2 separate regions of the Gossypium arboreum genome follow, and region 2 is linked to region 1. The links are chromatin contacts, called in public Hi-C maps. All regions are on one chromosome and are shown on one strand. The core of a region is the stretch at or near the end of the contact, and the rest is flanking DNA. Distances in the headings are between cores, read along the strand shown. Region 1 holds the start of LOC108489586. Region 2 has its middle 17 kb from the start of LOC128283347.

What was found. A called contact is a pair of places that touch in the nucleus more often than the background predicts.
Region 2: a Hi-C map of leaf shows a contact between it and region 1, with 4 times the contacts expected there. The contact joins the enhancer-like site here to the promoter of LOC108489586 in region 1. A contact is called at or near these places in 3 of 5 Hi-C or Micro-C datasets (all in leaf).

The regions. Positions count from the first base shown.
Region 1 is chr10:111,205,316-111,210,889 of ASM2569848v2, forward strand. It overlaps LOC108489586, which reads left to right and starts at 3,092. Exons shown (of 16, transcript XM_017794235.2): 1 at 3,092-3,572; 2 at 4,193-4,387; 3 at 4,500-4,574; 4 at 4,792-4,959; 5 at 5,154-5,317; 6 at 5,515-5,574. The coding sequence starts at 3,369.
Region 2 is chr10:111,555,079-111,560,384 of ASM2569848v2, forward strand. No RefSeq gene overlaps it. Among protein-coding and RNA genes, the nearest start is that of LOC128283347, 17 kb to the left of the region's middle. Within about 2 kb of position 1,628, at least 1 of the 2 cell types and tissues checked has an H3K27ac peak or open chromatin away from gene starts, as enhancers often do. A contact at or near this core is called in leaf, where this site is marked.

The sequences.
Region 1 (5,574 bases), core at 1,842-4,341:
TATTTTACTAATCTCATTTAAATAATTTACATTTTTGTTAATGAGAGATCATTTTGATACTTTTTGACCTACAATATAATTAACTAAGCCATATAGTATATATTATTGGTTATTTATACATTGTTAATAATTAATCGATGATAAGAATAAGTATATATTTAATGTTACAGAAAGAATAACTCATAAAAAATAGAATGCTAAAGTAATTAGATAAAATTGGTTAGAATGTTTATTTTTCTTCTTAATTTTATTAGTTGAGTTTGGTTGCCAAAAAATGTCATCCAACGCATCATTGGTGTTCCACCACCTATGATTTAAGCAGGACCAGATTTTATATCATGAACTCGTACCTCGTTTGGTATTTTTTTCAGTCAAAAGTGCATACTGAATGCTAAAAAAGGAGTCTTGGAATCCAAGAGATGATATTTGGAACATTGTATAGAAATTTTCGAGTCCCCAAATAGTGCGATAGTTTATTTGGTTGGACTTAAAACAGAGCCTTCTAACTAATACTGAAAGGGTCTATAAGGGGATTGGACAAGATAAGTCATGTCACCTTTTTGGCCATGAATTCGAGGATGCATCACATGTTCTCAGAGATTTCTCGTACGCGAAGGATATATGGAAACTTGTTCTCCCACCAAATCTGAAGTAGCATTTTTTCTATGCTAATTTATCGGAGGTTTAGTCAAACCTTAACATGAGAGAATTGGAATGGGCATGTTTCTTCAAGTTATTACTTTGGCACATATGGAAAAATCAAAATTTAATCATTTTCCTAGGTAAACCAATGAGTCCAGATGAAATCATTAAGATTTTATATAGTTGGTCAAACCAATATTCCTTAGTTTATAAAGAATATTTGAAGTCGAATTCGCAATACCACTCTGAACAAACAAATTCAGGTATGCATTTTTTCCTTAACATTGATTGATTTGTTCAAACTGTTTCAGGTTTTTCTAGTGTAGGTGGAGTAATACGAGATGGAAAGGAGAAGTGGATTTTGGGCTATAATCGTTTTTTGGGGAAGTGCTCAATTTTTATTGTAGAACTTTGGAGCATTTTAGATGGTTTAATATTACTGATTCAAAAACAAGGTTATGATGAGGTCGTCATCCAATCTGATAATCTTGAGGTCATTAAAATCATTGGCGACAGTAAACTTGAAGGATCAAATTCTGCCTTGGTTAGGCGAATTCAATAGATTTTATCAACTGAAAAGAAGTGGTTTTAGGAATACATCCCTAGAGAATTTAGTAAGGCAGCGGATGCAATAGCAAAAATTGCTTCATTGAACGATGAAGACTTACATATGTTCGAAGATCTTCCCGTGGCAATCAAAGAAATACTATAAGAAGATAGTATTAGAGGTACTATATCTATGTATAAATCCATGTAATCATCTGTTCTTTACTTTACACCAAGAAGAAAGACATATAATAATAACATTTATCGACGTAAAATATTTTACTTAAATGAATTCAATTTTAATGTTGTAATATAAAATTAATGAATATTAAATTGTGAAGCTTAAAATATATTTTTAAAGAAAGACATATATTAATAACATTTATCAAATTAAATTTGTATTTTCAAATATAATAAGAATTAATTATATTCATTGATTAAAGTAGCACAAAAATAAATACAAAATCACAAAATTGAATATTAACAATTTAAAGATTAAAACAAATTAATTTAACAATATATATAAAATAAATAACCTGTAAGAAATTATTAATAATATTTTTAAATTATAATATATTAATATTATTAATAATAGTTTTAAACTATAATGTATTAATATTAATATTTATACCATGATGAATTTTTGTATTGTTTTAATAGTAAATAATTTTAAGACCAAATAACACTAATATAACTTATTCTAAATTAGTTAAATATTTTTATTTACATTAATTTTTAATTTAATAATATTTTTGAAGAAATTAACATAAATTAATGTTAAAAAGAATTAAAAAGTTAATATATATAATTGTGAATCACATAAGAATACAAATTAGTTCCAATAAATAATGCTGAAATAAATTTCAAGAAGTGAAATAATTGTATACCTAATATAAATATTACAAAAAATAAGTATAATGATAAATGAGGGCTAAGAATATTATTTTGATTCCAAAAGTGCTTTTTCAAAAAAAAAAAAAGCACCTATTCCTTTTAAGTTTATACTATTGCATATAACTTTAAGGTGTATTTGGTTGGATGAAAAAAATAGAGGAATAGAAGGAGAAAGTGGAAAAATAGAAAGAAAATAAATTTAGAGTGTACTTAGTTGGGAAGAAAAGTGAGAGAAAATAAAATAAGAGAGATGATCATTTTTCATTCTAATGCATAAAAACTGATCTTTCTAAATTAAAATGATTAGAAAAGAGAAAATGGGAGAGAAGTGTATGTTTGTTCAAATTTTACATTTTTCGATTGTTTTATTTGCTTTCCTTTCATTTTTTAACTCTACTAAGCAATTAAGAGAAAGAAAATTATTTTTTTCATCTTTTCTACCAAGCATATCCATTGAAAGAAAATTTATATTTTCCATCCTTCTAGTTTTCCTCTCCAATTTTCTAAATTTCTTTCTTTTGTACCAAACAAAGCTTAAGGGTGTGATTGGTTAGGAAAAAAAGTGGAGCAATGTCAGAAGGGAGTGGAAAAGTGGAAAGAAAATAAATTTTAAATGTGCAGGGTGAGAAAGAAAATGAGAGAAACGATAATTTTTCATTCTCATACATAAAAACAAATTCTTCCAAATTGGAACGGTGATTGGAGAGAAAGTAGGAGAAGTGTCTCTTAGTTTAAATTATATATATTTCAAATATTTTATTTTATTTCATTAAATCTTTCAATTTTACCAGGTAATGGAGGAAAAAAATCTTTTCCATCTTTTCTACTCGACACATATATAAAAAGAAAAATAATATTTTCTTTTATCTTTTTATTTTTTCATCCTTCAATTTTTCATCATTTTAATTTTCTTTTCACTGGAAAAACACGTTTTAAATAAAATGTCAAATTATTTAACTATTTTAAAATTAAGTACTAATTAAACATAAACAACAAAGGGAAAAATATACACCAAGTTTAACCGTTCGTAATTTGATGAAAGAAGATGGGGTGGGCTGCTTCAAGTTGAAAATTGATTGCCCAAAATCATAAGGCTCATTATAAAATGTTTTCATTCTACATCTCGTAATTTAACCACAAAAGCAGGCATCATTTTGGAAACTTCGTAAATTATTAATTCCCAGTTCAGTCTAGGCGCAAGTCATCGCCGGTAGTGGCTAAAACGCTCATACAAAATTAATTGAGTAACCATTTTCACGCATTTCTCCTCTGTTTTTATCACTGAAATGGAATCGAGATCGAGGTTATCGTCTATGTTATCATGTTCGATATTTCTCGTTACACTCAGTGGACTCGCAACTTTCTCCGATTCTACTCAACAAGCGTTCAAAAGAGACCCTGATCACCCTCACTGGCACCATAGCGCATTCCTCGAAGTTCGCGACAGCGTCCGATCCGATGTTCGCCGCACGCTCCACACGCGTGCTGAGGTAATCGATTCTCGCTCTGAAAATCTTGTTAAATCTGTGAAGAAATTATGACGACTTTTTCCTCGCCAATTTTCATCGAGTTTTCTTTTTCTTTTTTGAAAAAATTCATATTATTAATAATATCGGGTTTTCATCGAGGTTTTTTCATTTTAATTATTAATTTAGAGCGTCGAATTTACGAAAATTATAGGACTCGAATTGACTGAATTTGAGCTACACAGTTGATCTATCCTAAAATGTAATTCAAAATTCGAATTGCGTTCTGAAAATCTCTCGAACCTTGAAGAGTTAGTGGCTGCTAGCTTAGTTCTTCTCATCTCTGGTTATGATTAGAAAAGGTTCCCTTTCTAAAAATCTTGTTAAATCTCTAAAGAAACTTATATGGACATTTTTCTCGCCAATTTTCATTGATTTTTTGTTGTTTTAGTGATTACTTTAAAGGAACTTACCAATATTATAGGTTTCGACTTGAGTGAATGAGCTACGTAGTTGATCTCTCCCAAAATGTGATTCAAAATTTAAATTGCGTTCCTGGAATCCCTAGAAACATGAAGAGGTTGTGGCTGTTAGCTTAGTTTTACTCATCTATGGTTATGATTAGAACAAGTTCTGTTGTGCAGGTTCCATTTCAGGTTCCGCTCGAGGTGAATGTGGTGCTAATTGGTCTCAATGGAGATGGTGGCTATCGGTACAATGTCGATGCACAGAAATTGGAGGAGTTTCTGAGAGTTAGCTTTCCCTCTCATAGGCCTTCCTGTCTCGAGACCGAGGAGCCCCTTGATATCGAACATCATGTTGTTTATAACACATTTCCTGTAAGTTTTTTCATTCCTTATTGCATCTTAATAATTACTACTGGTTTAAGCTTCAACTAGATATCTAAACTGAGTTGTTACTGTTGTTCTTCACTTATTTGTTCTACTATAGGCAGGACAGCCAGAATTGATTGCGCTTGAGAAGGCACTGAAGGAGGCCATGGTTCCTGCTGGTTCCGCAAGAGAGGTCTACTATATTGCTTCATATTTACTATTACTCTTGATAGTGGAAAGAATATTAACCATATGAATTCTTTTGTATATCAATTTCTTTTTTCGCAAGAGAGGTCTACTATATTGCTTCATATTTACTATTACTCTTGATAGTGGAAAGAATATTAACCATATGAATTCTTTTATATATCAATTTCTTTTTTTCTTTTTTTTTTCATTTTACATATTAGCCTGATTTTGGGAGAGAGGTGCCCCTATTTGAGGTGGAAGCAACAGCTGTGGAGCCAGTATTCCAAAAGCTATATTCATATATATTTGACATGGAAAGTGGGGGATATTCTGCTAAAGAGATGGATAGACCTGTGCCAACTGCTATATTTATTGTTAACTTCGACAAGGTATAAGCTAAGTATAATTTCAAACATTAGTTCTGTGTTTTGTTAAGTATAATTTCAAACATGAGTTCTGTGTTTTGTCTGTATGAAACTTTGACCATTCCTAGTGTTTTTGTTTTTCCTTTCCCCTTACATGGCTGCATTGTTTTGAAATTTTCCTTCTTGATACACTGGTGAATGATTCGGCCTCTTTTTAGGTCAGAATGGATCCTAGGAATAAGGAGGTTGATCTTGATAGTTTGATGTATAGCAAACTTACCCCACTGACTAATGAAGAAATGAAACAACAAGAGGGAGACTACATATATCGATATCGATACAATGGAGGAGGAGCGTCTCAAGTTTGGCTTAGCTCTGGAAGGTCTGTTTTGAGTTGAATTACTTTGTCGAAAGTTTAACTTTTGAGTCCCTGATTTATGGACTTATGAGAAAGAACTGCTAGATTTAACAAGATATTTGATAATATAGAATTCCACTTCTCAATTAGCTGCTCTATAACCTCTCACTTTTTTTTTTTAATCTCTTTCTCTGGGGCTCATTTCTGCCTCTACTGTTCAGGTTTGTTGTGATCGACCTATCGGCTGGCCCTTGTACTTACGGGAAGATTGAAACTGAAGA
Region 2 (5,306 bases), core at 378-2,877, 350 kb after region 1:
TTAATTATGATTCCAAATGTATATATTTATTTTTATTATTGGATTTTAAATATATATATATATATAATATTGGAATAAATAACATAGATATTAAGTGCTTTCCTATATCTCTCTCGAGTCTACGACATATAGGAGTAATAATAATCGATGAAATCTCTCCCAATGAGGCGGAAAAAGTTATAAATTATGGTAGTTCGAGAAATATTATTTTTATTATTTTTATCTAAAAAATAAAACTTTTTAAAAATATATTCTTGCATATAGGTTTTCACCAAGTGCATTGAATTTACCCATGAAACAAGCCCCATATTGCATTGAAACAGAACGTGTCCAAACATTCATGCCAAAAACACATTATAACTGCTATGGTTTTCACCTTTGTTGGATTAATTATTTATTTGTTGATTAAATTATTTAAAAGTTACTATTTACATAAATTTTTGTTATATATTTAAAATTTAATTTTCAGTAATTTAGTTCTTTCACTTTTCAAAGTTAAAATTTTTAATCCATCTATTAATATTATTAATTTTTTTATTTTCAAATTTAATCTTAAATTTAAGTTAAATACTTAAGTTTTTTTAGTTTTTGACAATTAAATGAGTAGACGTTAATCACGAATTTTAAAATTATTTTATATTCAGAACAAACTTAAACTTTAAACCATTAATTAAGGTAGAAGAAATTATTATCTCATCTAATCCGGGTTATAATTGTTATATATTAATACAGAATACAAAACACATGCAATGAACGACACCCAAGCCTTAAATTTGTGGAGATCCAACAACACAATGACATGTTCAACAAAATAATAAACCATGTTAACAATAAAAGAGAAATTATATTGTAGCCCAATAACTTTGGGGGTAGATTAGTTCAATGTGCTCCTCCTCACTGTATTTGATCACCATTTCTCCTGTGCAAGCTCCATGCTCTCCTCAGGTATTTAGAGGGTTTGGATTTGATATGGCCTTGCAAGTGGGCAGTGATGATGGCTGACAGCATCGGGGTGTTTTAGCACAAGACAAAGGGTGAGGATATTGGTGACTGTGGTTTCCTTGGGGGGGAAGATGGTGGCTAAATTGAGGTCGTTTAGTGCTAGCTCACTGGGATTAGAGAGTTGACAGAGATTAGGATAAAGAAAAATGGTGAAAGAAGTAGTGGGCCGTTGGGCTCCTATAGAAAATATGAAGAAGACGATCTGCAACAGTTTCTTATCTCTCTTTTTCCGCTCCTTTTAATAGTGCAACTCCCTTTTTATTGATTTTTCATCTTTTTAAAAACTGCCATGAGGCATTCTTATCTTTTAATAACTTTGCCTTTTAGAAAAGAGCAGAGCTAACTACTAGACAATGTTTAGCTCCCTGCTAACATCTTGGAAGAAACAGCGTGCATCTGCAGCCAACAAAGGTTCAGCCGACACCGGAGCTGTGTGGAAAGCATTAAACTCATTCAGCTGGGAAGAACGGATCGGTGGCAGATGATCAGCAACTTGGTCCAAAGCACGGCCAACATGTCTTAGACATATACGTTCCAATTACGCTCACACAACGCATGCGCTAACCGCAACTCACCAAAGCTGCTGTCCACAGTAACACCACTCCTGAGAAGGGCATTATCACTCTCCACCGCCACACTATGGAAGCCCCTATCCCATGCAAACTGAAGTCCGACGTACAACGCACGTGCCTCTAGTTGGAAAACCGACGAAACATCAATTGACATTGTGAAGCCACCTAGCCATTCCCCACAACAATCTCGGACAGCACCACCAATACAAGCACTGTTACGTCGCTCAGACAACGACCATCGACGTTGACCTTGACCAATCCACATTCGGTGGTTGCCAACACATACGAGAATAAGAGCAGCTAGAGAGACGGTTGGGAAGATCCATAGTGATAATTGCTTGCCCACACGCAATACTCGCTACCACCACATGCTTGCTGCTACCATTGGAATTACGAAAGATGAAATCATTGTGGCTCGTCTACAACAACCAGCAAGTCACTGGAAACAACGTGCACCAATGGACCTAAGTCGAATGTAAGACGACAAAACTATCCAAATTCTACCACAACCAGCGTGCGAGTCCACTGCTGAAAAAACGACCCAGAAACTCACGGAATAGGGGAAAGCCAGAAATATTGATAAGAAGGCCGGGATATTTAAAAATAGATACGTTAAAACTAGGTCTGGCCTATTAAATGTGAGATGATTTTGATAATCAAAACATTTAGATGCTTAATTTGATTGAAATTGAAATTATTTAAGTATTAATTATTTTACCAAATTAATAATTAAAAACTATTTTGTATTAGCCTACCAATGTTATTAAATTTATTATAGAAAATTATACATTCTATAAAAGAAATCAAATTAAAAGAAACTTTAGAAAACTTTGAGGGACCAAACACAAAATTATCTTATTTTTAAACATTAATTATAAGATTAAAATAAAAAATTAAAAATTAAAAGAGTTAAACTGAAATTTTAAAAATTTAGGTGTAAAATCCTAAAGTCGCCCCTAAATTTAACAAAATTTGGTTCAATGAAGTGAAAACATATACTTATGTTGCTAGAGCCAGTTTTGAAATTATATAATAATACTTTGTGTTTACTTTTTGGATTAAGCTTTTGATTAAAATCTGAAACTAAGTAAGTGGGTACTAAGGCCCGAAGCCTGATTTAACTGAAAGAAATTATGGGCAAAACTTGTCCATATAAGGTGACAAAAATTATCCAAATTTATGGGCCTTCAAGCCTTACCCAGACTAAAAAATAAATGATGATGCTTTTAAGTTATATTAATTTTGCTACTTTGGTCCATGTTTTCTCTTTGAGAATATGCTTCTTTTGTTTTCATGTTAGGGTTCATAATTATTCCGTGTTTTAAAGGTTTAAGTATGCATTCTTTCTTTGAAAATGTAATATAACTTACTATTACATCTAACACACTTATTAGTTACTATAGTTCGTATTGATTAGACATAATAAAAATTATATTTGATGCATTATCGCTATAAAAATAAAAATACAAAATTAAATTTTAATAAAATTTGATGTTAGGTAAAGTTATGTATTGTGATTGTATTAAATATGAATTCTTAAATGTAATATATATATATATATATATATATATATATATATATATATATATAATCAACAAGTATTGGGTGTAATGACATTATATTTTTAAGAGAAAGTGAAGGTTTAAGCTTTATAAGTGATATTGTTGGAAGGAACAATCATAAATCATGAATATAGATCATAAGACGGACATGAATAATGAAAAAAGTAAAATATTCATAAACATAACAAACTTTAAATAAAATCTCAAATCCGAGGTTAAAATGAAAAGAAAAAATGTAGGTAGATGATGAAGTGAATGAATATTTGAAGGCAAATAATTGCGGTCCCTTCGGAAACAAAATATTAAAAGCTATGACTTGTCGGTCTGGATTGAAATTATATGTGTTTCAAAAGACATGTTCCGTTGTCCTTTTATGGCAGCCTCTGGTATTTTTTCACCCTGCATTTCTTGACATGATGTTGAACCATAAATTCTGTTGGCAGACTGCTGCATTGAATCGATCGATGTGAAAAATGAAAATCCAGAAGAGGGGAAATTATTTGCAACGTTTGTGACATAAAATTGATGTAAAAGAAGATTGAAAGCTTGAATAAGATGATAAAAGCCATTCTTAATCCTTGTGATCTCTTTTTATATTTACTGATACCTTTGTTTCACTTGCTGTCTTTATGGGTTGGATTATATATTATTTTCTACAACTTGAGGAAAGATTATGGAAACACCTCTTCCATGTATTATAATAAGTTTTCGGAATAATGTAATATTTGGTACCTTTTTCATGAAATATCAGTACTTATACTTTAAAAATATTTAATGTGATACTTTGGTATTTTTACTTTTAGAAAATATCTAATGTGATGTCTGTATTTTGAAAATGTCACATGTATTTCTTGAACTAACAATATGTTTTTTTTTTATTAAGGTACTTGATGTTAACAATTGTTAGTGAATTGGTAAGCTAGCCAATGAAACTTCATCAAGTATATATATTTTTTCAAATCATCAAGTCCATATGGATAATAAAACATCATGAGAAAAACAAAACAAATAAAAAAAAGAATTTAAAACAAATAAATAAACATATGGTTAATAAAAAGAAAAAATACTAAATTTATTTTGATTATCTCATGTAAATTTAGTATTTACTTCTTCTTTTATTAACCATATGTTTAGTTATTTTCTTTTTAATTTAATTTTTGTTTTATTTATCTATTTCACAAAATGTTCTGCTTGATGATTTGAAAAAGAATTCTAATGTCAAATTGACTAGTTTAACAATTTATTAGACGTATTAACACTAAGCACAATAATAAAACACATTGATAATTCAAATATCACATTAAATATTTTTAAAATACAAGTACCAACTATGACATTATCCCATTTTTAACACTTATAGATTATTGAGTAATTTTAAACGCATCATATTTAAACTAACATTACACCCTAAAAGTTACAAAAAAACCAATTTAAGATTTGACAAAATGTATGTAGAATGAACCTTTGTTTTATCATATTATTAGGATGGTTCATTTACACTTCACGTTAAATTGATTATTTGTTTGTGTCAAATTATTAGAGTAAAATTTAAAGATTAAAATATACTCTTTAAGTCCCTGTACACTTTGTATATTTGGAGTTTAATACCTCTACTTTTACTCTTAAGAGTTTAACACTTTTAATTTTAGATTTAAAATATGCTTTTAAATTATATATAACTACATAATATTTTAATTGAAAAGTTAATAATATTAACTATTTACACTAATCAGTAACATTATAAAAATATAGTGTCCAAATTATGTTAGAAACTAAAATCTAAAGATTAATTTTCAAATTGAAGTATAAGAAAGCACCATCATAAAGGAAGGTCATACCATTTTATTATTCCGAGCAAATATACCTTATTTTAGTCTAAATTTAATAAAAATTAAATAATCAATTTTTAATAATTTTATTATAGGTTCGATTATATTTTTTATATATATAATATCTATAACTATTTATAACTCTTTTCTAACCCATAAATAAAAAATAATATGCTTCAAAGATAATCGAACTCATATTCTCCTATATTGATAATAATATTCATGCTAATCAATTAAAACTCAATTAATAATTAATTAATTAACTAGAGACAGTTGTAATTAAATACTGTAAATGGGTCAAATAGAGATCTAATCATATGAATAACAAAATGGGAAGGACC